2 separate regions of the Macaca mulatta genome follow, and region 2 is linked to region 1. A link is a contact called in public Hi-C data. All regions are on one chromosome and are shown on one strand. Each heading gives the region's core, a stretch centred on a gene start, on an enhancer-like site or on the middle of the called end of the contact. The rest is flanking DNA. Distances are from core to core; before and after follow the strand shown.

The links. A called contact is a pair of places that touch in the nucleus more often than the background predicts.
Region 2: a Hi-C map of liver shows a contact between it and region 1, with 6 times the contacts expected there. The contact joins two enhancer-like sites. A contact is called at or near these places in 5 of 14 Hi-C or Micro-C datasets (blood, cortical neurons, fibroblasts and 2 more).

Annotation. Positions count from the first base shown.
Region 1 is chr16:11,485,402-11,488,512 of T2T-MMU8v2.0, forward strand. All of the region lies in intron 3 of GAS7 (growth arrest specific 7), which reads right to left. Among named protein-coding and RNA genes, the nearest start is that of RCVRN, 70 kb to the left of the region's middle. Within about 2 kb of position 1,545, at least 6 of the 40 cell types and tissues checked have an H3K27ac peak or open chromatin away from gene starts, as enhancers often do.
Region 2 is chr16:11,736,251-11,739,361 of T2T-MMU8v2.0, forward strand. No RefSeq gene overlaps it. Among named protein-coding and RNA genes, the nearest start is that of GAS7, 26 kb to the left of the region's middle. Within about 2 kb of position 1,636, at least 3 of the 40 cell types and tissues checked have an H3K27ac peak or open chromatin away from gene starts, as enhancers often do.

The DNA.
Region 1 (3,111 bases), core at 295-2,794:
AACATGAGACCATTAGCAAACCATGACTGGTTCAGTGTGTGTGTATCACAACAATAAAAACAGCAGATAAGCCAGGGTAATTTGAGAGGGAAAGAGAATACAAACGCTCAGAATTAGGGATTAGAAAGAAAACAATGACACAACAAATATAGTAGAAACTTTTTCTTTTTTTTTTTTGAGACAGAGTCTTGCTTCATTGCCCAGGCTGGAGTGTAATGGCGTGATCTCGGCTTACTGTGACCTCCGCCTCCCAGGTTCAAGTGATTCTCCTGCCTCAGCCTCCCGAGTAGCTGGGATTACAGACGCCTGCCACCATGCCCAGCTAATGTTTGTATTTTTAGTGGAGACGGGGTTTCATTGTGTTGACCAGGCTGGTCTCGAACTCCTGACCTCAAGTGATCCGCCAGCCTCAGCCTCCCAAAGTGCTGGGATTACAGGCGTGAGCCACTGTGCTGTACTTACAGTAGAAACTTTTTAAATGCAAGAACCTATGACTTAGAATTCTATATCTTCAACACCAAACCTCCCATGAGATTCAAATCATCAAAAGGGTTTCAAGAGATGCCAAAAAGAAGTAAAACCTTTGAAAAATGGCCTCCTCCCAAAACGCACTGGACCCAGATGGTTTGATGGGCAAATTCATTCACACACTCAAGAAAGAAATACCCAGGCATAGAAATGTGTGGCAGTCTTCTAGGTCTATTTTACAAAGCCAACATGACCTTGATCTTAAAATCAAACAATACACAAGGGAACCATGTTTAATCTGCTGTCGAAAATGAAATGCACAAGTTTTTACCTGAGTAGGTAATAAATATCTTTGATAACGCTGAGTCCCCATGAACCAAGGTTGTCCCAGCTCCTGAGGAGACCCAGACTCCCTACCTCCCTAGACCCTCCAAATGCATGCTCAGTCCTGCCTCTCCTCTGCCCCAGGGTTTCCCCACACTTGCAGCCACCAGGAACTGTATAAAGGGGAGACGTTTCGCCCCTAATCCAATCCCTTGTTCTCACTTCGGTTCTGGTCTGTCAGCTGATAGCTAATTACTGCTCATGTCAAAACAATTACTAGGAAAGAAAACATAATTTTCCATTCGACCCTTTCTCCCCACGCAGCAGCTCTCCTCCGACACCCTGTCTGGCTGCGTACCACTCTCCCGGGCACATTCAGAACACGTCTCAGTGGAGATCTAGACAGTTACAACCCACAAGATCCCGGCAACCTTCACCCACGGCATTCCTCATTGCCATTCCCTGTCCTCGGGGCTCCCGGCTCACCCAGGGTCAGCCGCAGAACAAATGAGGCCAGAAGTGGGTGCTTCTGGGGCCCCTAGCCTCTCGGGGAGGAAAAATGAAACTGGTCAAGGATCGCTCATAAAGGGAACATAATTCAGTCTGGAGATACAAGGAAAAAAAAAAAAGGCAAATGTCACATTCAGCTGTTTTTAGGATTTTTAAAAAGGGAACTAAAAGCTCTATCTAGTTAGTAACCTTAGCAGCTTCAACTACAAATAGTACACACAGGCACCCACACACTTCATGTGCCTTATGGGCAGTTAAGCAACTTGAGAGGGCTTAGGAGGTGTCTAATGAGAGGAGGGGACAGATATTTGGGTAGAAAAGAAGAGAGGGAGGTCTGGATAGGGAGAAGTAAACAAACACAGAGAAGAAAGGAGAATATGAAATGTTATCAAGAAAGACCAAGCAACAAAGAAGCGCCAGCAGCTTCGCCACCCAGGGCTCACCCCCGCCCGCAGCTCGGCTTCCGTATGTCAGTATCGATCCCTGATGGAAAAAGTCAGAGCCCTACTCTCCAGGTTCCTGTTCCCCCAGGAACCCGAAAGAACGTAAGAAAATCAGCCATGAACACTCTCTTATTAAACCTCCTGTAGGTCTGGCCTAATTTCTCCTGTCTCTGGAATAAATATAGTAATTTCATTCATCAAGGTAAGGAACCTGGTGGCCGGGCACGGTGGCTCACGCCTGTAATCCCAGCACTTTGGGAGGCTGAGGAGGGCGGCTCACTTGAGGTCAGGAGTTCGAGACCAGCCTGACCAACATGGTGAAACCCCATCTCTACTAAAATACAAAAATTAGCCAGGGGTGGTGGCGCATGCCTGTAATCCCAGCTACTTGGGAGGCTGAGGCAGGAGAATTGCTTGAATCTGGGAGGCGGAGGTTGCAGTGAGCCGAGATGGTGGCATTGCACTCCAGCCTGGGCAACAAGTGTGAAACTCTGTCTCCAAAACAAACAAAAAAAACAAAGTTAAGGAACCTGGGAGTGCTGAAGCTCTGATTGTTGAAATCCTCGCTTCCCTCTTTTTCTCTTCCCCTCTCTTCTTCCCTCCCTCCCTTCCCCTCCTCCTTCCCTTTTTCCTTCCTCCCCTCCTTCCACCAGTCCTCCTTTCCTCCTTCTTTCTCACCCCCTCCCTTTTCCTTCCTTCCACCCGTCCTCTTTCCCCATCTATCACATATTAAACATGGTGAAGCCTAATATTTCCCCAGGTGTGTTAAACAGGACAGCAATTCTGCCAGGATGTGTGTTGTAAGTGTTACGCGGTGATGGTAATGGGTCAGTGTTACAGTCCAAAGAATTTAGGACAAACACCCCATTATTCCGATTGAGTTTATTTACAGTAGGCCTTTCAGAATATGCTGACATGTGCTTGAAATCTCAAACAAGGCAACAACATGCAACATGCCTCCACGCACACAGACGCAGAACCCATTTAGGGAAATACAGCAGGGCTACCGTGAAATCCACTTTGGGACACATAGCCATGGCCATAGAATGCAAGGTTTGAAGTGGGGCAGTTCTGTGCTCATCGAGTCTGATGACACAGGGCACAATTACAGCCTCCTTCCTCCCACCACGCCCTGGAAGGCCTCGCAGTTTCCTTGGTCACCACGCTCACCTTCTCAGGAGGATCCACTGTCTGCCTCTCTCCATTTAGGGGAGAAGTTTTATATAAATACATTTCTGTCCTAGAAATTTCTCTCTGGCCACCTGGTCCTGTCTCTCCTGGTTGTCTAAAATGTCAACTGCGTTCCCAAAGACAGAACTGATAAAAGATTGTCCCACACGGTTGTGAACAGTTCTATGGCTGCTTT
Region 2 (3,111 bases), core at 386-2,885, 250 kb after region 1:
ACAGTGGCAGAGGAAGTTTGGAAAGCACAGAGCAGGTGAAGAAATAAGACTGTGTTGCCAGAATGCATATCCCAAAGGTCTCTAGCAATCGTCAGAGAAAAGAATCTGCTCTCTGCTTCTGCCTCCAGCTCACTGAAGACATGGGAGGAGTGGGGTGTGCAGAGAAAAGTTCCATGCAGGCCGGGGTACAGTGGCTTACACCTGTAATTCCAGCACTTTGGGAGGCCAAGGCAGGCGGATCATGAAGTCAAGAGATTGAGAGCAGCCTGGCCAACATGGTGAAACCTCGTCTCTACTAAAAATACAAAAATTAGCTGGGCGTGGTAGCGCATGCCTGTAGTCCCAGCTACTTGGGAGGCTGAGGCAAGAGGAATCGCTTGAACCCAGGAGGTGGAGGTTGCAGTGAGCTGAGATCGCACCACTGCACTGCAGCCTGGGTGACCGAGCAAGAGTTCGTCTCAAAAAAAGAAAAAGAAAGAAAAGGATCTTGCACTCCAGACAGGCTCCTGTTGTCCTGGAATAATAAACACGAAAACATTTGCAGGAGTGACCTTGGATGCATTCACCGTAACCTTCGATTCTTGGACATCTTTTGATTCACTGGTGCATACACTGGTGATACACAGCCACCTTCGAAAACACGAATTTTAAATTGCCCCAGGTTCAAAGGAACATTGTTTTACTCCATACGGATCACTACCTCAAGGCCCCATTTCAGAGTCACACTGTATTTATTGAAATTGCTTTTGAAATGTTAATCACCGAATGTTAATAAACAAAGTAATTATTCTTGATTTTCTTTAAGGCCTCCATTTATTAAAGGGAACTGACGCTATTCATGATTTCATGAGGAAACATGAGATCTGTAAGTAGGTTAATGTGCTTTTCTCATGAAATTAACGAAGGCATTTTCTTATTGCATAATCAGTAAATTAGAAACGGGATTATCGCATTTCAGGGAAAGGTGCTATAATAACTTCTCACTGGATCTGATTAGTGCATTCACAGCGAGTGCTTTCTCTTAGAAGACTTTCTGCAGGGAGGGGCTTATCAACTGAACTCATGTAATTCAGCAAGTTGCATTAAAGTGTGCAAATGAAGTGAGTGGGAGAGAGGAACTAAATCTCATATCGCCATCAGCTTTGATGAGACCCGGGCTTGCTCCCCACCCCCTCATGTACCAGCCACCCTCTGCACATCTGCACAGGCCTGTTGTTGCTCTGACTTCATGGCACCAGTAAGTGATGTCTCTTTTGGCCAAGCAGACAAGAGGAGACCAAAGGAACCAGAGAACTCCGGGAGACAGGGATGCCAGTCTGCAGCTGGTGAGGAGAGGAAGCCGGGGGGGCAGCTCGCTCTTTCTCAGAGCAATGTCTGGAGAACCTTCGCAGGGAAGCTGGTTCAAAGTGTCCCAAAGGTGTGGCCTGACAACCTTTCTTTAACATGCTCCTCCTGGGCCTGCTCTGATCCACCACAAAGGAGCCCATCATTTTTGCTCCTGGCTTCTGCTTCTACTGATCTTTGATTCAAATCCCAGCATAGGGTCTTTTTGCTAAAGGGGGTCCTTTTAAATAAAAGATGCATTGTTAGAGAAGCTAGGAGGGTTTCATTTCTGTAATGGGGTCTTTAGTCAAACACAGAGCAGACCTTCTCAAGGAGAGGGGACAAAGATATTAGTGGTCAGGCCCCACAGGCTGGAGAAAGACAGAGAGAGACAAAGATTCTAATCCAAGTGGATGAGAGCCAGGAGAGGAAGGAAACCTTGCTGGTTTTATTCACAAGAGTTTTCACTAGTGACCAATAGTTAGAAACAATAAAGAAGGGTGTCAAGTCCGAAGGGACATCAAATTCAGTGACTTCAAAGTTCTCTTCTAGTACCACAGGTGACCCTGTGCTTTTATGGCTCATTAGGCATTCTTTCCTGGGCTGAGTTGTGGAGTAGACAGAACACAGGTTCCTGCATCACACAGCCCTGGGTTCAAATGAAATCCCATCACTCACAGCTGTGTGGCCTTGGGTTTGTCATTTCTCCAAGTCTGTTGTCCTTGCCTACAAAAACAGAGATACCACCTCCCCCCTGAGAGCATTAGTAACTATGAAACAGATTCTTTTTGTTTGTTTGTTTGAGAAGGAGTCTCGCTCTGTTGCCTAGGCTGGAGTGCAGTGGCATGATCTCAGCCCATTGCAACCTCTGCCTCCTAGGTTCCAGCAATTCTCCTGCCTCAGCCTCTCGGATAGCTGGGACTACAGGCACGCACCACCACGCCTGGCTAATTTTTGTCTTTTCAGTACAGATGGGGTTTCAACATGTTGGCCAGGTTGACCTCAGGGGATCTGCCCACTTCTGCCTCCCAAAGTAGTAGGATTACAGGCATGAGCCAGGGTGCCCACCCCCAAGACCCTCTATTCTTGATAAGCTGCCTGTCCTCCAATGTTGGTTCAGGAAATAGATATTCAGTCCTCCCCAGTGGGTGCACTGAAGCTTCTGGTCATAACCCCAGCTTGGGCCTTCCTGCTCCCTTTCTCCCCTCCCGGCCTGTTCCTGCTAGGCTATTGCAGGTAGATGATGCTCAAGTGCATCTGGATACCAAGGGTCTGAGAGGCAGGAATCCAACTAGAGGAGCCAGAACAATTCCAATACAGGGAGCACCCAAGAGAAATCCCAAGGGAATTCCAAAGAGACGTTGCCACGTGGGCCTGAGAGTCTTGGGCCACTTCGCTCGTGCGCCTCGCCTTGGCCCTGCAGAGGGGCTGAGTTCCCGGATGTTGGCTCCTGGAGGATGGAGAGTTGCCCAGGTATGATCAGAGGGGGAGGAAGCCTTGAGCTCCCCCTAGTGGCCGTGGCCGAGCATGTAAACCAGAGGCCCAGGAGGTCAGCCACGGACCCCACCTCCCCGCACCACTCCACGCAAGGCTCTCAGGGCCTCATCAGAATTGGAGTCCACTTTCCAAATCTGGCACCACTCCTTTCCACAAAAGCAGAGGCCACAAATTAGAGATTTCTTGCCTCTAATTCATTTGGCCAGCTCCATGTTAAAGAAAAACTTTACTTGCCAATACGTAAGCGTCAGATTTGACACAAAAATCCAGACATGTGATTTCTCTTGCAAA